Linked DNA regions of Gossypium hirsutum: region 1 is linked to region 2. Evidence: chromatin contacts called from public Hi-C data. All regions are on one chromosome and are shown on one strand. The core of a region is the stretch at or near the end of the contact, and the rest is flanking DNA. Distances in the headings are between cores, read along the strand shown.

Evidence for each region. Hi-C and Micro-C count contacts between places; a contact is called where the count stands out from the background.
Region 1: a contact with region 2 is called in a Hi-C map of leaf, with 2.4 times the contacts expected there. The contact joins the promoter of LOC107933524 here to the promoter of LOC107933531 in region 2. A contact is called at or near these places in 4 of 34 Hi-C or Micro-C datasets (leaf, petal and seedling).

The regions. Positions count from the first base shown.
Region 1 is chrA08:102,666,641-102,671,310 of Gossypium_hirsutum_v2.1, reverse strand. LOC107933524 (protein CURVATURE THYLAKOID 1A, chloroplastic) reads right to left here and starts at 3,355. Exons shown (of 5, transcript XM_016865757.2): 1 at 2,854-3,355; 2 at 2,181-2,269; 3 at 1,978-2,085; 4 at 1,821-1,892; 5 at 1,244-1,463. The coding sequence starts at 3,010. The coding sequence ends at 1,398. It overlaps LOC107933525 (eukaryotic translation initiation factor 1A), which reads left to right. Exons shown (of 1, transcript XM_016865758.2): 1 at 1-313. The coding sequence ends at 148.
Region 2 is chrA08:102,225,307-102,230,519 of Gossypium_hirsutum_v2.1, reverse strand. It overlaps LOC107933531 (rhodanese-like domain-containing protein 4, chloroplastic), which reads right to left and starts at 3,089. Exons shown (of 9, transcript XM_016865766.2): 1 at 2,137-3,089; 2 at 1,559-1,661; 3 at 1,383-1,463; 4 at 1,155-1,229; 5 at 981-1,055; 6 at 626-706; 7 at 340-528; 8 at 60-251. The coding sequence starts at 2,792.

The DNA of each region.
Region 1 (4,670 bases), core at 2,106-4,605, 440 kb before region 2:
CGATGAAGCTAGGCTTCTCAAAGCTTATGGTGAGCTACCCGAGAATACCAGGTTGAATGAAGGGATTGCTGGCGGCATTGATGAGGAAGATGATGGTGCAGGCGATGACTACATCGAGTTCGAGGATGAGGACATCGATAAGATTTAAATTTCTCTTCTTCTTTTTTGTCATTTTTGAATTTATTTTAAGATATGGTGGTGATATTTGCCGTATGGTCATGCTTTATTAAGCACAATGGATGCTGGATTTATGTTATTACACATGGATTTACCTTTTATTATGTTAATGGCATTGTTTTCTCTTTAAATTTGACATGGGTTTTCATATTTTGTCCTCATTTCTGAATATTGCAATTTAGTATGGGTTGATTTTTGAGTTTGGCTGGCGGATTTTGTTTTATTTGCTTTCATGTTATCATTTTCTTTTGAGAATTAGTTAAGATTTTGATTGTGGTTGTGGTCTGAGTCCTTTATTCCATTGGGGAGTTCTATTTGATTGCAGGGTGGCTTTGATTTCAAAGTTTTGTGGGAATATTATGGTTTTGATTTCAATGTTTTCTTCTTTTTGTTAGATTTTTATTGTTGTATGGAAATTGAAGAATATTGGTTTCTGGCTTTTTGTAGCCAGAACCATTGCTGTTACTGGAAGGCATTAATCACCATTGTTTGACCATAACCAAGATGATAGGTGACAATTTCATGTATTATGGTCTATGTTATGTTGATTAGGATTAGGTGGTGAGTGCCGGATATGGGTATACTCAATTGTTTTGAAAATTTTTCATATATCTAGAGGATCCTATTCCTAATATCAATGTCCAAATACGTGTTGGATATGGTTACCTTTTCTTTTTCGGGCCCCAGGGGGGGGGGGATGCAGAGTTGTGTGCTAATGTGAGTCTCAAGTATGATATCAATCTGGGTATTGAATTTGGTGGCAGCTGGTTAATATTAAACTATGAATGTTATATATCGGTTCCTCCTACCTCTAGAAAGCTTCTCCAGCTTTAGAATGACATTCAGGCGACTCTGTTGTATAGGAAAAGATTTGCAATTTAACTATGGTTTCTTGAGAGATATTAAGAAGTGTTGGCATTTGCATGCTCGAATTTGTTGTTTTGTTTCTGCAGAGTTCATGAACCTTGACATGATAATAGGGCGAGTCACTGTACATTTTAATGGAAGAAATGGGATATCTCTGCACTAAACATGGCATTTATATGTAGTAGGAAAACTAGAGGCATGCGCATAAAATTGACAAGTTTTATTCCAGGAACAGGGGAAATATAAAGGTGACAAGAATTCATACAAGGAATCCCTACAATTACAGAATAAAGATGTCTCTTTTAGAGGATACAAGAAGGCCAGATTAGCATGCCATTGCCAATCCTGTACATCTATTCAGTTCCAGCAATCTTCTTCTTCAGTGCCTCAATATCCGTAGCTAGTTCTTTCCTGCTTGACTGAGGTAATACGCATGTTTTTAGCACACGGCTTTTAGTGTTCATATATATGATCTGATACTATAGTCTGATAACCAATTTGATTTTAATCGTAAATTAATCCACTCTTTTAAGTTGAACACCACCTCTAATATATAAGCTAGATTTAAAAGTTCAAAGTGAGCACTTGCAACAAAAAAATGCTGATTCAAAACCATCAAATACATCATTGTCTCTTCATGCATTTGTAAATTTCCCTTTAGAGTTATCAAGTTGAACAATTTGCAAGTGTTTAAATGATGTGGCTCACCCATAAAGAACTTGGATTATTCCACACAAAAAATACATGGGACCATATATATTTGACTGAAAACTTACCTTGAAGAGAAGGTATCTATAGACAAACCATCCTGAATATCCAAGTCCAACCAACTCCATTATCTTTGGAAGCTGAGAAGCACAGAAATGCATTGATTTCAGATAGGATTAGCATATAAAACAAGTTATAAAGTGTAGCATGAAGAGTTCCACTTACCAAGGGCACTGAGTTAATGGCGCCAACAAGAATAGATGATAGCCAAACGGCAACTATTGCCCCACCACCATAAAGAAGAACCGTGGTCTTGTTCTCAACTTTATCCCACTAGAAAACCACGAAAAAACAAGCCAAGTCAGGCACTCAGTTCAGCAGGTTAAAAGAGCAAGAAATTGATTATGTGCAGGCCACCATTTTCTCACTTTTTCTTTCAAGTCATCAAAAAGCTCCCCGGTATCGACAGAGGTGTCTTCTGTTGCTTTTGTTTGGAGAAAAGGAAACCTCCGGGATTCTGTACCAAAAACAACAGGGTAAATAGAAGGCCAAGGAATACGTAGCTCAAAGTCAAATGCATATACTATGACAGAGACAACCAAATAAAACTATTTGTTGTTGTGGCATTATAAAGGAAGAGCGCTATATATTAGACCACTTCATAGTTGTTTTACCTATCTATTCATGTTATACGAACATGTCCGACATTCATCCAGAGTTGTTACTTGCATTCTATCCCATACTTGAATTGGTACCAATTCATCCCCATTTGAAATTTGGGGTCCCAACTCCCATATTATCGTCCAAAAGATTGACCCATTTTTTCAGACAAAAGCCTCCATAATTAGTTTACTGCAACTACTCTTAACACGTGTGATTGTCACCAATATAACGTTTCTGATCCTACACCCACCACCAATGATTTCATTTCCGAAAAAACCAATCTCAATTCCGAATATGGTGTTTGGAAGAACAGGATATAGAAGTGAACTCTTAACTTCTATGACCATTAAGCTTTCATTTTCATTCAGTAAAATCAAACAAAAGGAAGAGCAGGCAAGTGAAGTGAGGCGTTAAAAGGGAGAATGTTAACAGCAGTACCTGGAGTTAGCTTAACGGACGAGGAAAAGGAAGCGGTGGAAACGCGAGGAGGGACAGGCGGCAAGGCGGAACAGTGGGTTGTTCTAACGGCTGCAGGAACACGTGGAATCAAGACGGCGGTGGCCGACATGGAAGCTGATGCTGCTGCTGCCGCCATTTTTTCCTCAAAAATTAATTACTGCTATTTCTGAGATAGATAAGCGCCCTCTTGAACGCTACAAATCCTATCCTTTCCTTTCCTTTTGCTGCCTTCTTTCACAGTAGTATTCTTCCTTGCTTTCAAAAAAAAAAAAAAAAAAAGCTCTTCTTAGAAAAAATTCGTTTTCTAATTTATTTTTGTCTGAATGTTTGAATTACCTAAAAGTAATAATAAAAAATGGTATTATTAGTGTGGGTGAGGTTTTGGTGGCAGACGAATGGAGTGATTGACAGGTGGATAAGATTTTTGAAGGAGGATTATGATTGGTTCGTTCCCTATCTATATGCAATCCATGTTTTGAGTAATAAGGGGTCATAGCCCACTAGCTACACCTTTTAAATGGGCGGGTTATCACGACTTTGATTATCGTCAAAAACTTTCACTCAAGGTATATTAATTTTTCTATAAATCAAGGTATTTTTTTATATAAAAATATAACTTGAATTTTATCGAAAATTTACCATTTAATTTGAAAGCTGTTAAAAAATATTTATCATTTTAATTTTTTTTAATTTAGTTAAATAAAATTGTTCAAGTCTAGTTTTGTTAAAATATGAATTTTAATACTTCGATTGGATTCTTTTTAATGTGTAAGATAATACTATGATCCATGAGGGAGGAATCAATTGGGCATGCCTTTTTAGAATTCTTGCTTGGCACATATGGAGGAATCACAATCATTTTATTTTTCAGGAAAAATTTTGGAGCCCAAGTGACGTAATCAAAATTTCGTATAGTTGGGCCATACATTTCTTTTCGACCTTTAATACAGAAATGGTTGGTTGCCATGATTTATCCTATGAAGAACGTGTTGAAAAATATGGACATCACATATATAATAAGAATAATTACATGTTATTATTATTTACTATCATGATATGTTAGACCAAATTAAAAGTGATCTAATTTGGTTAATGTTTTATTGTGCTTTAATTATTAAATAAAATATGGGTCAAATACGTGTAAATATTTTAGCAATTGAGTTCTAATCAAATTCTAATTAATGATGGGCTAATTAGAAATTAGTACTAATATGACAAGATTATAAATATTAGGGTTATGGTCCCCAAATTATATACAAGATATCTTTTCTAATATCCCATCCTTAAGAAAGAGAGAGCAATATTCTCTGAATTTCTTGTGTGCTAATTTGGAAGATCAAATTCCCAAGATCAGGAAAAACTTCAAGGAATTTATGGATTTAGGTATGCTTCTGCATCTAGTTTTATTCTTATTTTGTTCTTAATGATTTGACATGAGAAGATCCTGATGTATGATTTATTAAATTTTATATCATATCTTAATTAATAATTCTAACAAGTGACATCCGAGCCTCGAACATATTAAATAATTGGGAATTGATTAAGGTTATTCATTTGAATGATTGATTTATAAAATTTCATGGGTTTTATATTTCGGATAACATCTTTGAAGGTTTATATTAAAGTATTTTTTTAATATCTTGATTATCTTGAATTCATATTAAAATTTTAGGGATTTATTTTAATTTTTAATTTGGGTGATTTTCAAATTGATAAATTTAATTATAGAGTTTAAAATATTTTACTTCAGTGAATGATCATGTTAAAGTCAATATTTTTTTTTCATTCTTCATTGT
Region 2 (5,213 bases), core at 1,840-4,339:
TTATAAAATACTATAAGATGAAACAAGGAATTCATGGAGTAATAAAAGTGAGACATTACCGAAGGATATGGTGAAAGTGGTTTAGGATATCCGGAGTTTCCATCTGTTTTGGGAACTGAATTAATTAGAGAAGGGGTTTCTGCTGCTGCTTCGACTTTTGGCTCCGGTTTTGCCTCTGGAGGTGAATGAATAGCTTTGCTAGTGGCGGGCTGTGATGGAGTAGGCGATGTTGGAGGCTTCAAATCTGGATACTGCCACCATAAATAATGGAAACATAGGCATTTTTCAATTTCTAATACAAGCACATACAGCATATGGAGTGATAAAAAGTGACATTACAGAAGCATAGGGTGAAAGTGGTCTTGAAAATCCAGTGATTCCAACTGCCTTGGGTACTGTTTCGGGAACTGAATTTGTTTGAGGAGGGGCTTCTGCCACTGCTTCGACTTTGGGTTCAGGTTTTGCCTCCGTAGGTGCAGGAAGAGCCTTGCTAGTGGTAGTTGTTGGTAAAAGGGCTGCTCCAATTTGCTGAGTTCACAGGCAAATTCAAAAAATAGAGAAATTAGTCATGCAAGATAAAAATAGCATACAAATAATAACCAAGGTCTATATCAAGGTTGGATACCTTTACATCATCGACAAGTTCCGTAGGAGCCACCTTCGTGTTTAAGAATTCATCAACTTGTTTAAGTGTTTGCTTTCGGTTCTGTTACAAATAGCAGAGTAGAAAGTCAAACCATTATGTTTTGGCCTTACGGAACTAGAGACATAAGTTAAGTGACACATTCCATATTTGTTCATAACCATATCCTTTTGTATGAGCTTAAGCATTTAGAACAAACAGTCACTGGATGAGTGTACTGTTACTTATTGGACCATGCAATGCTCATTTACTTTACTCATCTTGCACTAACTTTCTACACAGAGCTTAGGATTTTAGGACATTTGATTATCCAATTTAATATAAAGTGGAGACTTACCTCTGCATACAGGAATTTCTTGCTTACAAGCTGCACAATAGCAGCTGAGCCTAAAAGTTGAAGGATCGTTTCTATCTGCAGAAGATATGGCAAACCCACAATTTGAGTTGTTTCGAGGTGTGTGTATATATATATAATCAGAGGTACTGTACTAAAAGGACTCAAAAACCTAACCTCTGAAAAAGCCAAAAGGCCTAACCCTGCAGCTGCAGCAATCCCTACAGTAACAGAAAGGCCATCTGATCCCCCCTGCAGATTATCACAACCATTTATCATATAGAAGAAAACTAATAAGAAAGGCTGAAGAACTTTCCAACAAAATCAATTCAAGATCTAGAAAAGTCTCTCTATGACATCAAAATCTTAGAAGTGAATAAGCAATTAGGAGATGAAGATAGGTACTCCGAAGGCCTCGGCGAATGCTTCTGTCAAATTGCTAAGGTCAAGACCTTTCTTTGGTTGTATCCAGGGAAGACCACTGTTCTGCAGAATTGAAACCAGTCTCAAAAGATGCAATTGCTAAATTTAGAAAAAATGGAGAAAGAAACAAAAAAAAATTGATTTAGAACAGCACATACCACCCATCCCCGTGGTCCTTCAGCACCATCTTTGACTGCATAAGCAGCTTTGAATCCATTTGCAGTGACCAACTCCGCAACCAGTTCAGAATTCCCATCAAATCTGGCTTTCAACACAAATTTAAAGCAATATTAGAAGATGAATCAAATGAAAGTTCTAGTTTCATCTTCCCTACAAACAAAATGCATATAGTTACAAATAAAATATTTGTCAGCCAATGCTTACATATGTTTAAAGACACATTTTAACAGTTAAGAACGTATGGCCTATCAATTTAGAAACCTTCAACCCTTGGAACAAAATGCAGTTAATTTATGGGTTAGGAACTCAGGATCAATTAAGAAAGAGGTAATGGCCATATTCTATTGTGTAGCTTAAGGCCAATGAGCCTCCATATAGGCATATTCAGTTCTACATTCTTCCTCCACAACCAACACACAAACCATTTAATCTCAGATACAGTGATACAATCATCAATAAGAGTGGATCCTTAACTAGAAACGAAGGTTTCATAGACAATGCTGGGAATTCATATATGAACAAATATATACGAGGCATAGGGTTTTCAGAAGCTTACTTGTCCATAATGAATAAGGTTGTATTTTCAGGTTCCTTGAATTTCAAAGACAGTTTTGTCAAGAACACTGGTTTATCTTCACCATTGTAGGCAATTGACACCGGTTTCTTCCCAAATCCCTTAATGTCAGGGCTACCAACATCTCTAGACTCCTTGAGAGGCCTTATGTCCAGCAACTGAGCAGTGGCATCGTCACCTAGCTTGGCGTAAGCACTCCTTGCAGATTCAACTCCCCATGGCTTTGGATTCTTTAACAGCTGAGACAAAATCAAAGGAACTGCTAAAGCAACGGTGCCACCAGCTACAACCGTGGGATTCTCAGTTGCAAAACTGACGACGGTATCAAGGATCCCATTTGGGTCAAAATTAACAGACGAGGAGGATCCCGTCGTCTGCTGTAGGGCTTCCTCGTATGACAAGGCTTTAGCGAAACCATTGGGGAGAAGTGATGACAGAAGCAGTAAACCACCATGCAAGGTTCTTGACAAACACTGGTGCAAAGCTGGTTGGGTCTTAATAAAAGCTGGGGAGTTGGGTAGTTTGAGTGGTGAAGCAATGGGGAGCAATGGTGCTTTTCTGGCCTCGGTTCTTGTCTCAGAAAGAACCGAGAGAGGTGTCAAACTTGGAGTTGCTGCATTGAGGGTCCTCATTTGCATAATTTTTATGCAAAGAGATGGGTGTCAAATGTATGATGGAAAGGCTTGAACCATCAACAATGGAGGATTTTTGTTGGAATTGATTGGATGACAACAAGGCTCAGAGACCCTTAGCTTTGGAAGGTGCACTTTGAATGATGAAATGGTGGTGAGGTGGAATGAGTTCTGAGATCTCTGCCACTCATTGCATGACACGTTGGAAGTGAGATGAGAGGCTTTTTGATCATGTCTTTAGGACTGTTCCTCATCTCAACTCATTTGTGTGGCTAATAATTGTCTGCACAAATTCAATAGTGCATCTAAACTATAGTACCTTCCTTTTAATACAGCAAAAACGTTACACTTAATTATCTTTTAATTTACCATTTAATTTGGTATTTTAGTTTGAATTTTTTTTATTGTAATATACGATTTTTATATTTGACAAAAATTATATATATTTAGGTACATGAAAGTATCAATATTAATTTTTTAATTTTTAATTCAAGTTTTGGAATTGATTTTATAAAAATTATTAGCTAATAATATTAGCAATTAACTTTCATCATATCAATCCTAAACCTGAATTAATTCACATTAATTAGATTATATTTGACAAATTAAATGGAAAATTAAATAAATTCACAATTAACACTACATTTATTCTATTAACAAAATCATAAAAAATTCAAACATAATACTATTAGCAATTAACTTTCATTAAATGAATCCTAAAATCCAAATAAAAAAGTTAGCATTGTAACCTTTGGGTATAAAAAAAATATAACTTTTGTCAAATATAGATATCAAATTAGACCAAAAAACAACCCAGGTACCACATTAAAAAAATATATCAAATTCAAGTACCAAATGATATATTAAACCTTAGAAAAAGAGATAAAGTCATGATTTTGATAATTTTCCTCTACTTATTAAACCTTAGAAAAAGAGATAAAGTCATGATTTTGATAATTTTCCTCTACTTAGTCTTTGAATTATTTTCGTTAATCTTCAAACTTAACAACTTTTTCAGTTTTATTCATTTGACACATTTGATATTGTATCATCATATTATCGCTTAAAAATTATAATTTTATAAAATATTTAAATGATGATGTGATGCAATATTAGAGTGTCGTATCATTACATAAATCAAAATTAAAAAAAAACATTGTCAGTTAAAGCTAAATTTTTTTTTTCAGATGCTAAATCTTACCTAAGTTAAAAGTGCTAACCAAAGTTTAGGGTGTGAAACATGACACTCAACTTGGACCAAGTCTATCAAATTTTGCTCATGAATTAAGATGGGGATCTTGCGCTACCATCATGTGAGCTTGCGCCAAGCCTGGGCTTTCTTCCTCCGATCAAGCTTCTGCATCAACAATGTTATATATATAGTATTTTAATTTATCGTTTAGGGTTTTTCAATATATTTTTCTTCTATATAAGATTATACCATATTTTAGTATATCATTTCGATTTTATTTGTAAAACACGACAATACTGGTCTCTTTGATTTCATTTGCTTTTTTGCAAGAATGCATACTCCTATACTTTAAATTGATAGCCCTCCAGAACCATTTAACATTATTTATAGCGTGTCCCGCAATCATATTGCTTTTGTAAGGAAATATAACCTAACTATACATATTATACCTTCATATTGGAGGGAATCATTTCAGATAATAAAAACAAGCGAGGAAGAGGATTTGATTGGTGTTGTTTTCCGCCCAAGATAGCGGCAGTAAATGGGGGACCACGATGATTCACAGCGGCAATGGATGAAAGGAAGAAAAAGGTTAAAGGGGTAAAAGAGAGGTTCTTTTTTGTGGCATTATTGGCCGTAGTGGACCATCGACGGCGGCTGAAAGAGCAGCGGTCTCTAAGGTTTCTTGGGAAGGGAAAAAAGAGAGAGGCTAAATTAGGCAAAAATGTCAATTTTAAAAATTAATTAAGTGATTAGGCCAATTTGTAACATATTTACCAGAATAGGCCAATCTTGGAGAAAGGGGGAAATACGTCCAACTGGACGCTTTTTCACCCAACGGTAACCTCCCCCAACGGTCCAATTGCCAATGACCATAAAAAACGACTAGTTTTTATTTCTATATAAACCCAAATATTTTCCTCATGTTTTCATTCAAATCCATTTCTGTCAATTCTCTTAATTCTCTCAAATCTTTCAAGAATTTAATTCTAAAATTTTAATTAAAATTCTCTTAAGTTCTTGATTTAATTCTGTTTTTTATTCATTTTAATTTAGTTTTGGAATGACAAATACTATTATTCGTTTCGATGAAAACCACATTTTCGCGATTCAACTGTAAATGGTAAGAAAATATTTTTAATTTTTATAATTTTATTTAAGTTCATTATTAAGTTGTTAAAAAGATTAAATTTTATTTATTTTTTGTATTTTTTATAATCACGCCGAAGATTTTA